Linked DNA regions of Zea mays: all the other regions are linked to region 1. A link is a contact called in public Hi-C data. All regions are on one chromosome and are shown on one strand. Each heading gives the region's core, a stretch centred on a gene start, on an enhancer-like site or on the middle of the called end of the contact. The rest is flanking DNA. Distances are from core to core; before and after follow the strand shown. Region 1 holds the start of LOC100501678 (phospholipase D family protein). Region 2 holds the start of LOC107197951 (Subtilisin-like protease). Region 3 holds the start of LOC100383082 (putative cytochrome P450 superfamily protein).

Region 1 (4,047 bases), core at 35-2,534:
TTGAGCACCGAAGACATCACTGTCCTTGACAACAAACTGGACTTCGGCAGCCTCATGCCCGACGGGCACCATGAAGTTCTGCGACCAGACTGGATTCTCACAGTTGGGGATGACATAGGTCCGCGCGACGGTGGCATAGGAGACCTGTACGGTGACATAGGGGTCGCTGGTCATGGACGCGCTGGACATCTTGCTGCCAACAGCGCTGGTGATGCGTGGGCCAAGGAGCTCGCCGACCCTCTTGGAGAACATATCCTTGTTAGGCAAGTGTCGCGCGTCGTGCACCCAGATGTCGAGGCTGCCGTGGAGCAGCACCACCTTAAGCGATGCCCTGAAGCTGCCGCCGTGCTGCGACCCTCCCGCGGCCGCACCATAGGGCACCACCTGCATCCCGCCTCCGTGCTGCGACCCTCCGGCGGCCGTGCCATAGGGCACCAGCTGCATCCCGCCGCCGTGGCTGCTCCCATCGCCCAAGAAGGGGGTCGAGGGCGGGGTCACTGAGGGCGACGACGCGTAATCGTGACGGCCGGAGAGGCGCATGCTGGCAAGGACATCCTCGATGGGATAGGACGGCGCGGAGGGTGCGGAGGGCGCGGGCGACGGGGGTTCGGGCGCGGAGGCGTGCTGGTGGTGGAAGCTGGAGCTGGGCGAGAGCCCCGGGCTGGGGCTGGGGCTAGGGTTGGTGCTCGGGTAGGAGAAATACGGGGATGGGTAGGGGTCGTACCCGTGGCCGTAAGGCGATGGATGCGGCGGCGGCGGGTAGGCGTGGTACTGCGGCGGGGGCGGGTACGCCTGGAGCGGGCCGGAGTGAAACTGCTGCGGCGGATGCGGGGCGGGGGCATAGCTCGGGAAGGATGGAGACGGAGAGAGGTATGGCCCCGCCGGCGCGGCAGACGGCGACGGCGACGGCGGCGCAGGCGGGTACTGGTACCCGTAAGGATACAGTTGCGCCTGCGCCTGCGGATACGGGTATTGGTACGGCGGGTAGTGCGGCGGATTGCCGCCGTTGTTGCCGTTCTCCATCACCGCCCGGGCGCCTGGTTCCTCGGTTGCTCTCAACACGGCTCCGCTTTCGATTGATCTTTCCCTGTGGTCGGAGCCCGAGATTGAATTGGGCAGAGAGGCCGGAGGTGGAAGAGTCGTGGGTGGCGACCACGACCACGACGGCGTACGAATGAAAAGGATGGATGTTGAACTCTGGAATCGAATGGGATCGGAAGAAGCAGGACGGTGGTTGGCGGGACCTGGCCATCGATTCTACTTCTACCCGCCAGCCCTGCGGCCGTGTGGATTTGGACGCTGACCACCTCGTCGGATCACCGCCTCGATCTTAACGTGGAAGGCACCTGGACGTCGTGGGGCCCGCGTGTAAGTCTTCTTTCTGACAGGTTGAAACAATGAAACGCACGCGTGGAAGGTACCAGGCACAGGCAGACACGCTGAAGATGACACATGACCGAGATATACAGATACTCTAGATTTTCTTTATGATGAAAAGGCAGAATCTTTATCTATCCGTATCGCGAACTGAAGGCCTTTTATTTTTCTATACAGTATCGGGTATCCTATACGGGATTTTATTTTTCTGAATCTCGGATCTACCAGGAACCTGCTTGCGGGACAACGATTCCTGCGAGATGGAGAAGCACACCCACACGGACACGGCACGAAGCCACGAATAGCTCGATCCGTTCACCGCGTAGATTGATGTGTACTATACTACTATACGGCATACGCTACCGGCAATTTTGGCATGAACGTGGCAGGTAGGTAGACGTGGTAATAGGGTTTAAATTTTATACGTGTTGACGCTTTTTCGGAGCGCCAATCACTCAAGAAGAACCGGCAACGGTGCCCTCTGCACAGGGGCGGACGGTCCGCGCGCAGGGGCCGGACGGTCCGCGGCCTGGTGCGAGGCGGCGGCGCTCTCTGGTCAGACGCGGACGGTCCGCGGCACAGGGCCGGACGGTCCGCGACCTGGTGCAGGAGCTCGAGTTCCCTGCCTGACGGCCGGACGGTCCGCGCCCTAGGGCCGGACGGTCCGCGCGTGCGCAGGGGCGGCGGTAGATCGCCGGCAGCGCCTGGATCTCGCTCCCGGGAGGGACCCCGTCGGGGAGGAGAGATCATAGGAGTTGTCTAGGCTCGGGCAGGCCGACCTAGACTCCTCTAATCGACGTAGAGTCGAGGAGAGGCGGAGAATTTGGGGATTGGAATACTAAACTAGGGCTAAACTAGAACTAGACTAGAACTACTCCTAATGCATAAGGTAAAAACGAGTAATAGACTTGATTTGTTCGATTGTTGGGGGGTTCAATCGGCCGTAGCCCTTCATCTATATAAAGGGGAGGTCTGGATCCGCTTCCAACTGATTTCCGAGTTAATCCCGCGATTTTAGGTAACAAATCCCGCGAGAAACTAGGAACCCTAACTGACTCTGCGCACGCGCGGACCGTCCGCGCCACCACCGCGGACGGTCCGGACCGCGGACCGTCCGGCCTCCGGGCCGGACCGTCCGCACGGTCATTTTGGGTTCGAACATATGCCCCCCTGCCTTTTGGTGAAGGTTGACAAACCAAAAGCATATGAACTAAACCTGATGTAAGTCACCGGCTTTTCGATATGGAGATTATTCAATAAAGCACCAATATAAAGGCCGTTTCAGATTGTATCTTTCTCGGCCATGACCATTTGATCAATGGATCAAAAGGAATAGAATGGAGGTGCCCCCTGTCTGGATAGTCGAAGGGATTATACATGTACCATGGATTCATCATCGTGCCATTCCATGTTTGAACAGGATAATATACCGACGATGAGTAAATAGGTGGAAAGTACCCTGGTCTCATAGAATGAATATGCGACGCTTGTTGTGTCGCCTTTTGGGCCGTTTTGTTTAACCGTTTTGTTTTAGCAGGTGGCCAGGGTTTCTTTGTTGACCGATCACGTGGAACAGTCTTTTTGCTAGCATTTTTGGAGAGCAACTGATCAAAAGTAGGATCGGCTTTGATCAGCCGATTATATGTGCTTTGACCTTGCGTCTTTTTTCTTGCTTTATGTAGAAGTTGACGCCTTTGGTCATAGGGGGACTGTCCGGCTGAGTTAGCCGGACCGTTTGTCTGAGCACCGGATCGTCCGCACGTAGGTGCCGGACCATCTACGATGTTCGGGCTAGGCTGATGTGTTTGGTTCATTAACTGTGTCTGCCCCCCAGTGTCTTCGGACTTTTTAGCCTTCTCGTCCGAAGCCTTTCGAGCAATCTCCTTTTGTGATATATCTGACATGCGGGGATCGCCAATGACGATACCCTTGCCTTTGCCTTTATCGGCCATTTCGGGCCGAACCAAGACCTTTTTGCATGTGAGTTCTATTGTATTAACAGGAAAGGGTTGTGTGTCTACTTGCATCTCCTGAAAAGCCAATCGACCCTCATTTATGGCCGATTGTATCTGTCGACGAAAAACATTACAATCATTGGTGGCATGAGAAAAGGAATTATGCCACTTACAATAAGCACGCCTCTTTAATTCATCAGGAGGAGGAATAGTATGAGTTAATTTAATGTTGCCGTTTTTCAGTAACTCGTCAAATATTTTATCGCATTTGGCAACATTAAACGTAAACTTAACTTCTTCTTGTCGATTCTTTCGAATCGACTGTAAAGCAGAACATGGTGAAGGTTTAGCCTGCCCTGGCCAAACCAGTTCGGCGGTGTATACATCCGTGGATTCATCGTCCGAGTTATCGTATCCCACTAGATGCATCTTATGGCTAGCCGATTTTGATGTTTCCTTACTTCGGCTTTCACATGTCATAGCCCGCTGGTGCAAGTGCACTAGCGAAAAGAATTGAGTGCCATCTAATTTTTCTTTTAAGTAGGGTCGCAACCCATTGAAAGCTAGCCCTGTTAGTTGTTTTTCTGCGACATGAATCTGAAAGCATCGGTTTCTAGTGTCCCGGAATCTCCGGATATAGTCATTAACCGATTCTTCAGGCCCCTGTCGGACTGAAGCTAAGTCAGCCAATTCTAACTCATGTTCTCCTGAGAAG
Region 2 (4,405 bases), core at 925-3,424, 140 kb after region 1:
ACCACCGCGGTGTACACGGAGCTCGCCTTCCCCACGTTGGTCACCGTGCGGTTCACCGCGATGGGCTGGGCCAGCAGGTTGACGATGAGGGACGGGTAGTTCAGCTCGGCTTCGGTGACGGCCCTGAGGCCGCCGCAGGCGACGGGGCGGTGGGCGATCTCCGTGACGCCGTCGTCGCCCAGCCCCAGCCCGCAGAGGTAGGGGATGTAGTCGTCGGCGCGGAGGTCGTAGACCAGGCCCGGGTCGAATGCGAGCGCCGGGTTCACGTAGCCCGCGCCCAGGGCGTAGAAGGTGGCGTGCCGGTACTGCTCGTCCTTGATGGGCAGCCCCGTGCGGTCCACCGCGTCGGACGTCGTCATCATCGCCGACTTGATCGCCGCGGGCGACCAGTCCGGGTGCAGGCTCTTGAGGAGCGCGGCGACGCCGCTCAGGTGCGGCGTCGACATGGACGTCCCGGACTCGACGAAGAAGGACAGGTCGGCCCCGCCGTCGGAGAACTCCGTGTGCGAGTCGCTCGGCGCCCACGCCGCGAGGATGTTCATTCCGGGCCCCGTGATGTCCGGCTTCAGGATCCCCGGGCTCGCCTTGCTCGGCCCGCGGGACGAGAAGAAGGTGACCGCCGGCGACGGGTACGAGCCGATAATCGTCCCCTTGAAGTCGATGCTCGCCGTCCCGTTGGCCGTGGAGTTCAAGTAGGCCAGGATCTTGGACCCGGACTCGTAGCTGACGTGCGAAGCCGGGAGGACGTGCGCGTCGGCGAAGGTGGTGTACCCCTCCGCCTCCTTGTTCATGACGATCATGCCCACGCCGCCGTACGCCGCCACGGTCTGGCCCGCCTCGACGCGGTCGCTCAGGCCCCTGCTCTCGCACAGCACCACCTTGCCAGCCACCTCGGCGCCGCGCAGCACGCTGCAGTCGCGGCTCGCGTCGAAGCCGTCCGCGCCGGGGTACACCAGCGGGACCGGGTCCGCGGCGGAGTTGTTCCTCGGCTGGAACAGGGACTCGCCGTGGAACTCCTCGCCGTTGCCGAGCTTGACATTGGTCCGTATCGCGCGGTCCATGGTGCCCGCCGCGACGGTGAGCATCCACGGCGCGCCGTTGCCGACCGTGCCGGGCTCTGGCCCCGCGTTGCCCGCGGCGCAGCTGACGAAGATGCCTCGCTCCGTGGCCTTGAACGCCGCGATGGCGATGGGGTCGTAGTTGAACTGCGTGCCCGAGTAGGCGCCGATGGAGAAGGACAGCACGTCGACGCCGTCCTTGACGGCGGCGTCCAGCCCGGCGATGATGTCCATGATGGAGCAGCGGCTGCGCGTGCACACCTTGTAGATGGAGAGGTGCGCGTGCGGCGCCATCCCGGACGCCGTGCCGTCCGCGTTGCCCCTGATGTTGGCGTTCTCCACGAAGTTGCCGGCGGCCGTGCTGGCCGTGTGCGTGCCGTGGCCCGCGTCGTCGACGGGCGGCGCCGTCGAGTTCACCGCCGCGCTCCCGAACGCGCGCGCCCCGATGATCTTGTTGTTGCATCCGCCCCCGGCGATGCTCTTGAACTCGCAGGTCCCCTTCCACCCCTTGGGCGGCGGCTGGAGCCCGTCGTCGCCGAAGGACGGGTGGCTGGGCAGGATCCCCGTGTCCAGGATCCCAATCACCACCCCGCGCCCGAATCCGGAGCGGCTCCAGAAGCCCTCGTTCCCCAGGTGGAGGCCGAGGAAGCCCGGCGAGCGGGTGGTGGCGAGCGGCAGGAACACCTCCGGGTACAGCCGCACGCACCCGTCCGTGGCCCTCAGCGCCTCTGCCTCCTCGTCCGTGAGCCGCGCGGCGAAGCCGGTGAAGACGTCGCTATAGGAGTATATGATCTGCGGGCCTTCGTCGGCCGTGGAGTCCAGCCCTGCCGCCGCCTGCTGCAGGAACGAGCGGTGCCACCCGTCGACGGAGCCGTCGGTGGCTTCCCGGGGCCGGAGGTGCACGATGTAGTTCTTCCTCTCCTGCAGGAACGCCGCGCCGCGGAGAGCAAGGGACAGGAGCAGCAGCAGGGTGGCGCGACACCACCGTGACTTGTTCATCCCCATCAGCGGAGGCGGCGCGGCGCCACAGATGCTAGGCGGTCGCCGGTAGCTTGCGGGGCAATGTGTATGCGGGCGAAGGGCAGAAGGGGAGTGAGGGTGGGGCGTGGCCGTGGGTGGCGGCGACGAGGCGATCTGCGGGAGTTTTTATGAGGCTGCTGCGAGGTGTGTGTGTGTGTGTGTGGGAGTGGAGCGACGGGCGCACAGTGGCACTGGCAGTGAGCTGGAGGGTAGAGGGCCCTGGTTTTAACTTTTAAATGATGGGAAAAACCAAAAACGCATCGGCGTGGGGGCGGGCGTACCCGGTGTCCGTCCGGCGTTCCTCCGGACCCTCGCCATGGATTGGGATTGCACCTTGCGGATGCGCCTGCGGTTCGTGTCACGGCTGTGCGTGTCTGTGCCAGGTCTCTCCGGGCTCGTGATGGCTGCTGGCTGGATCGGGTCCGGCGGAAGCGGAATAAAAATCCGGTGCCCCCACGTTTTGGAACTTGTCTTTCTTTCAGCAGAGCGCACCAGTACTACCCTACAAAAGTCTGTCTAGTAGGGGCCCCGCCCCCCAATCTGCCGGTGAAACCCGGCGGCGGTGAGGCGATTTTACCTTCCAGCACGACGGCGGGCGAGAGCCGAGCCGAGAGGTCAGTTGGAGACGGAGGTGTCATCGCGTAGAGCCAGGGTTGTTTTGACTAGCGGCGGGTTGTTTTGACTAGCGGCCTAGGGCCAACGCCGGTTAGGGGGTGTTTGGTTGCTCCTGCTAAAGTTTAGCCCGGGTCACATCAAGCGTTTGACTTTTAAATAGGAGTATGAAATATAGACCCAATCAACTGGACTAGATTCGTCTCGTCTTTTAATCTTCGGCTGACAAATTAGTTTTATAATCCGACTACATTTAATACCCGGAACGGAGGTTCAAACATTCGATGGGACAGAGGCTAAATTTTAGCGGGGTGTAACCAAACACCCCCTTAGGCTTTGTTCGTTTACACCAATCCAGCTCTGGATTAGCATGGATTGGAATTAAATCCATGCCTCAATCCATGCCCCAAAATAATCCATGACTACTTAAAATTTTTTATTCGGTTAAACCCATCATGGAATATAACCCAAGGGTTTGGGAATTTTTTAAACTATGGAAGACATGGATTCTATCCATAGCTCATTAGGTATGGAACAAATCCATGAAATATTGCACAAGTTTACATTAGAATCCATGGATCAAAAGAATAACTAGCTTTGAAAGACACATGGATTTGTTGATGGATTTAATCTCACCATGGGATTGGGTGTGAGATATGGATTCACCCAATACATACCTGGATTAAATCCATGGTGGGATTATATCCCATGTAATCGAACAAGGCCTTAGTCGGGTGGCACGGACTAGGGCCACGGGCATGGCCACGCGCATGATGCGCTCCGCACCTGGCAGGACGTGCAACGCTGTCTGCCTGGCTGGAAGGACGCCGTCGCCAGAGCCACTAGACAATCTCTTAACCTAGCTATGCTAGGCTCTACAACTATTGTTGTAGCTCATCATATGTACTCTATGCCCCCTATCCATACCTAGCTACTGACTACGGTACACAACTTTCCTTGTTCACACACCACATGTGGATTGGCGGATTTCTAATAGTTGGTGCTGCTGCACATGCAGCCATTTTTATGGTAAGAGACTATGATCCAACTACTCGATACAACGATCTATTAGATCGCGATTAGACACCGCGATGCAATCATATCCCACCTTAACTGGGTATGTATATTTCTGGGTTTTCACAGTTTTGGCTTGTACATTCATAATGATACCATGAGTGCTTTAGGCCGTCCCCAAGATATGTTTTCGGATACCGCCATACAATTACAACCCATCTTTGCTCAATGGATACAAAATATCTTCTCCAGGTAGAATGTTTGAGCGTGGCATGGGCACCGTGGGAAGCCGGGAAGGAAATGCGGGAAGGAAATGCTGGAACGACTCCCTCCACCTACAAGGGCTAGTTTGGATAATCTAGTAATAAAAGGGATTGAATTGGATTGAGATGTATTATAGGAGTTTTTGATCTATTAGGGATTTATACACTCTCCAATCCCTCCAAACCATTTCAATACTAGAGTATCCAAACTAGGCCTAAGGTAATCCAATCTACCTATTAACAAAACTAGTCATATGATCGTACATTGATACGGTTTATATATATAACATAAGATAAATTTTGTTTTAATAAAATATAAAATATATATTTTCTATAGGTGGGTTGATTCTAAAGAAATGTAGAGCCAACAATCAAGGTTCAAACACTCACTTATACATAATTTCACTTTATTTTTTACATAAACTCTCCTATTATAAT
Region 3 (3,850 bases), core at 1,192-3,691, 240 kb after region 1:
AGAGGAACCAGGCGAGCGCCCCCGCCGTCGTGTCCTTGCCGGCGATGACTATGTTCAGTATGATGTCCCTCAGGTACTTGTAGTCCACCGTCCCGGACTCGTTCGTGGCCGTGTGGATGAATCTGGACAGCATGTCTTGCCTCGAATCCTACATATCGCGCGCGCAGCCGTCGAGGGACGCGTCAGTTCATTCATTCAGGTAATAGGCAGAAACAGCAGGGGATAGCCTTGTTGGCTTCACACTCACAGGGACAGTGTCCTCGGTCGCCAGCTTGCTGTCGGAGAGCTCCTGGGCTCTCTCGCGGATGCGCTTGTACACGAACTCGTCGACGACCTTGACCCGCTTCTTGAGCGCCGCCTCGGAGCCTACGCCGAGGAACCTCTGCGCCTTCCAGAACGCGTTCACGTAGCGGAGCAGCGTGAACTCGCTGGCGTCGTCGAACGCCGCGGCGAAGCGGCTCCCTTCCGCCGAGCCGCCCAGCGTGTCTAGGTCCAGGCCGAAGGCGATGGTGAAGATGGAGTCCATGGTCGCCCTGAGCGCGAGGCCCTGGAACTCCATGGGCTGCCCGGACGCCGCCTTGCCGGAGACGATGCCGGCGAGCCTCGCGGCGTTCCTCTTGAAGACCGAGCCGCTGAAGTCGCGCAGCGCCCTCGTGGAGAAGTCGTAGCTGGCGATCTTCCGCTGCTGCCTCCACTTGTCGCCGTCCACGGCGAAGATGCCGTCGCCGAGCAGGTCAGTCATGTTCTCGTAGTTGAAGCTTCCCTGTACGGTCCAGATGAAGCACGCGTCATCGTCATCGTCATCAGCCGGAAACAAGCAAGGAAATTCGGAAACTAGACTAGAATAGACTCGTTAGCTTGCTCTAGAATCGGAGGGCCCATTAAAGGTCCATAGAAAAACACATGCTTTAATGGAGGCCCATTCATTGTCAAACCAAAAAGTGGTCTCTTCAATCATTTTGCGTTGATCGGGTTTCAGGGGCTGGTTACCAGTGGACCACATAAAACAAACTGGAAAATGTCAATTTTGACCAAACTCTCGCACAAGTTAATTTTTTCTTCCTCACCAACAAAATTGGATGGAACTCCTTCCTCATCTTCCAAAAATCAGACAGGTGACCAGCATGGCGGTTTCCACCCCGTGTCTTTTCTTTTTTAAGGTTAGTTTAGGAACTTAAATCCACTAGATTTCCGGAGACTGAGTGAAAAATTAACCCATTTTCTTCACAATCTTCGGGATTGGATTTAAGTTTTAAAACTAGCTCTTATATTATGTTTAGGGTTTCGGGATTGGATTTAAGTTTCAAAATATAGATGCTCTAGATTCACGCAATTTGATTGAAATTACCTAAATTCGTTTGGGTTGAGGCTTTATCTGTGGGTTGGGATAGATTGGACCCAGATTTGGCAGTGTTTGGTTGGAGATTCAAGTCAGTTAGATCCACATCCACCGCGACATCAGCTGAGTATTGTGTAGACGGAGGTTGGAACGGTACGGAGGGGAGGGGAAGACGTGACCCACTTCACGGCGCGGAGATCAGGGTCACGGCGGCAAAGCTCAGCTGCTCGCCAGAGTCGCAGGGCGAAGCTCGCCGGAGGTTGCGCTCCCCGCGGACGGAATTCGGCGCGCGCGATTTGGCTCAGCCCGCAGAAGAGAACGCAAGATAGAAAATGAAAATTGGAGGATGCTACTGCAAGACATTTTATCCTACCCCAAAAAAGAAATAGGGGGATGGACGACCCAACTCATGTAACGAAACGGAAAACGGATTCACGTACTCCATCCAATCACTATCAGGATGGATGTGCTGTGATGTGTGACACTGTGACCCATCCCACAAAATCCTAAAACCAAAACACACGCTAGCTTATCGAGCATCGATCGAGATCGGTTCGGCCGGGCTACAAAGTTTTGTGATGGCGCGCGTATGGCGGAGGACTAGAGCGCACCACAAACCCAATCTTGTGATGCCGTTCAGCCTCCACAAGTTGCGACGTCGGAGGAAAGCCTAACAACGGCAGAGGGAGCGCCGGAGGAGCGGGTGTCTCTCACGTACCTTGCCGTAGTTGGCGAAGTTGGTCCTGAGGATGTGCTCGACCACGGCGGGGTCGCACGTGTATATCTGCCGCCGGCCGGCCGGCACCAGCAGCTGGAAGGTCTTGCGCTCCCGGAACAGGTCCGTGTGGTAGTCGTGCAGCCGCCGGACGTGGTACAGCTGGTGGAACACCGTCCCCACCACCGGCGCGTACCGCTTCGGCGCCTTGCCGCCGCCGCCGCCGCGGCGCCGCCCGACGAGCAGGTAGTACGAGCAGACCGCGAGCAGCGCGAGGCCGGCGGCGGCGGCGGCGGCGGCGGCCAGAGCCGTGGAGGTGTCGTAGTAGTCTTGTGCTTCTCCCATGGCTGCTGCCAGGCTAGAGAATTTCGGCTGGCTAACCAAAGAGTATCATTTGGCTGTGGCTCCGGCTCTTATGAGATGGTTGTTGTATATATATAGAAGTGATCGCCTCTCTCACTCGTTCTCAATTCGTCATCGTGTCGTTAGCTCCACCCCACAACCTCCAAAAGAAAGCATATTTTGAAGTCATCCCATAGCAACCCCCAACATTATTTATTTTTCCACGCTACTATATATGTTACGTGAGCATGACATTTGAAGTCTTGGCAGCCACAGCGATTGCGATGAAAACGGATCTATATCCGCATTTTATCATCAGTCCGAAATAGTCGAGAACGAAAACAGAATTAGGATAAACGGAATTGCGAAAACAAATGAAAATGGATACTAACGGAAACTCGTAATTTAATACAAACATAAATGATATTGATGGTTAACTAGTGATTGATTGGTTGGACAATAACATAAAACAAATAGATACAGAGAGGCAACATTTTATTATTGTTTGATTGCTAATGATGTACATTTAACTATATCCGATGTTGTTTAAAACTTTACACCACTTTACATTGGAAAGAACCGATGGTTACAATGACCACTTTTGCTATAATTTATCACCTAAAGACACGAGGCTTTAGTTTATATATTAATGCATATTAGTCTTGTCCTATATTTATCAAATACACATTCAATCCGGATAAAAACAGGATCCCGCAAAAACGGAGGGAATAAACCCTCTCTCACTTCCGTCATATTTTCATATTTTTCCGTAAATATAAAAATAGACGGGTTAAATTTAAAAATTCTAGGTTCGCACGCTTCGATTATAATTCTAATCTCTACTCGTCCTAAGTTTTTGTATTAGGGAAGAACTAATATTTATTGGTGTCTACAAACTTTTGTTATGCTCACATTGAGCACGCACCTTTGACCACCCTTACTTTTCAGCCGACAATGTTTAGGCGAAACGCGTGCCGACAGCCTGGCAGGGTTGAAAAAAATATTTGGGTTTATTATAAGGTTGCCAGATCAAATATCTTTAGGGCAGCTTCAACGATGAGCTATAATACGCGAACTCTAAGTATATTATTTTATATTTCAATAAGAAAGAGGAATACTATTTTCATGAAACTGGTCATTTTTAAGATTATATTAAAATATCATATAAGATTATTTATATTATAAGTTACTACCTCCGTTTCAATTTATAATTCTTTCGATTTTTTACTTTAAGTTTGGTTGACTCGTCTTATTCAAAAAAAATATTATTATTACTTTTTAATATTATTTAGCATATAATATAGTTTAAGTGGTTTTGGATTTTTTTTTATAATTTTTTTAATAGGACGAGTGGTCAAACGTGGCACAAAAAATCAAACGGATTCTAGTTTGGGACCGATTGAGTATATGATAGAAGTTAATAAAGAAACTGTTTTTGGGATAGTAACTAGTTT

What was found. Hi-C and Micro-C count contacts between places; a contact is called where the count stands out from the background.
Region 2: a Hi-C map of endosperm shows a contact between it and region 1, with 3 times the contacts expected there. The contact joins the promoter of LOC107197951 here to the promoter of LOC100501678 in region 1. A contact is called at or near these places in 5 of 25 Hi-C or Micro-C datasets (ear, endosperm, root tip and 1 more).
Region 3: a Hi-C map of ear shows a contact between it and region 1, with 5 times the contacts expected there. The contact joins the promoter of LOC100383082 here to the promoter of LOC100501678 in region 1. A contact is called at or near these places in 10 of 25 Hi-C or Micro-C datasets (bundle sheath, ear, endosperm and 5 more).

What each region holds. Positions count from the first base shown.
Region 1 is chr1:81,763,683-81,767,729 of Zm-B73-REFERENCE-NAM-5.0, forward strand. LOC100501678 (phospholipase D family protein) reads right to left here and starts at 1,285. Exons shown (of 10, transcript NM_001323283.1): 1 at 1-1,285. The coding sequence starts at 1,023.
Region 2 is chr1:81,900,343-81,904,747 of Zm-B73-REFERENCE-NAM-5.0, forward strand. LOC107197951 (Subtilisin-like protease) reads right to left here and starts at 2,175. Exons shown (of 1, transcript NM_001320190.1): 1 at 1-2,175. The coding sequence starts at 2,063.
Region 3 is chr1:82,006,382-82,010,231 of Zm-B73-REFERENCE-NAM-5.0, forward strand. It overlaps LOC100383082 (putative cytochrome P450 superfamily protein), which reads right to left and starts at 2,442. Exons shown (of 5, transcript NM_001175753.1): 1 at 2,058-2,442; 2 at 248-763; 3 at 1-148. The coding sequence starts at 2,399.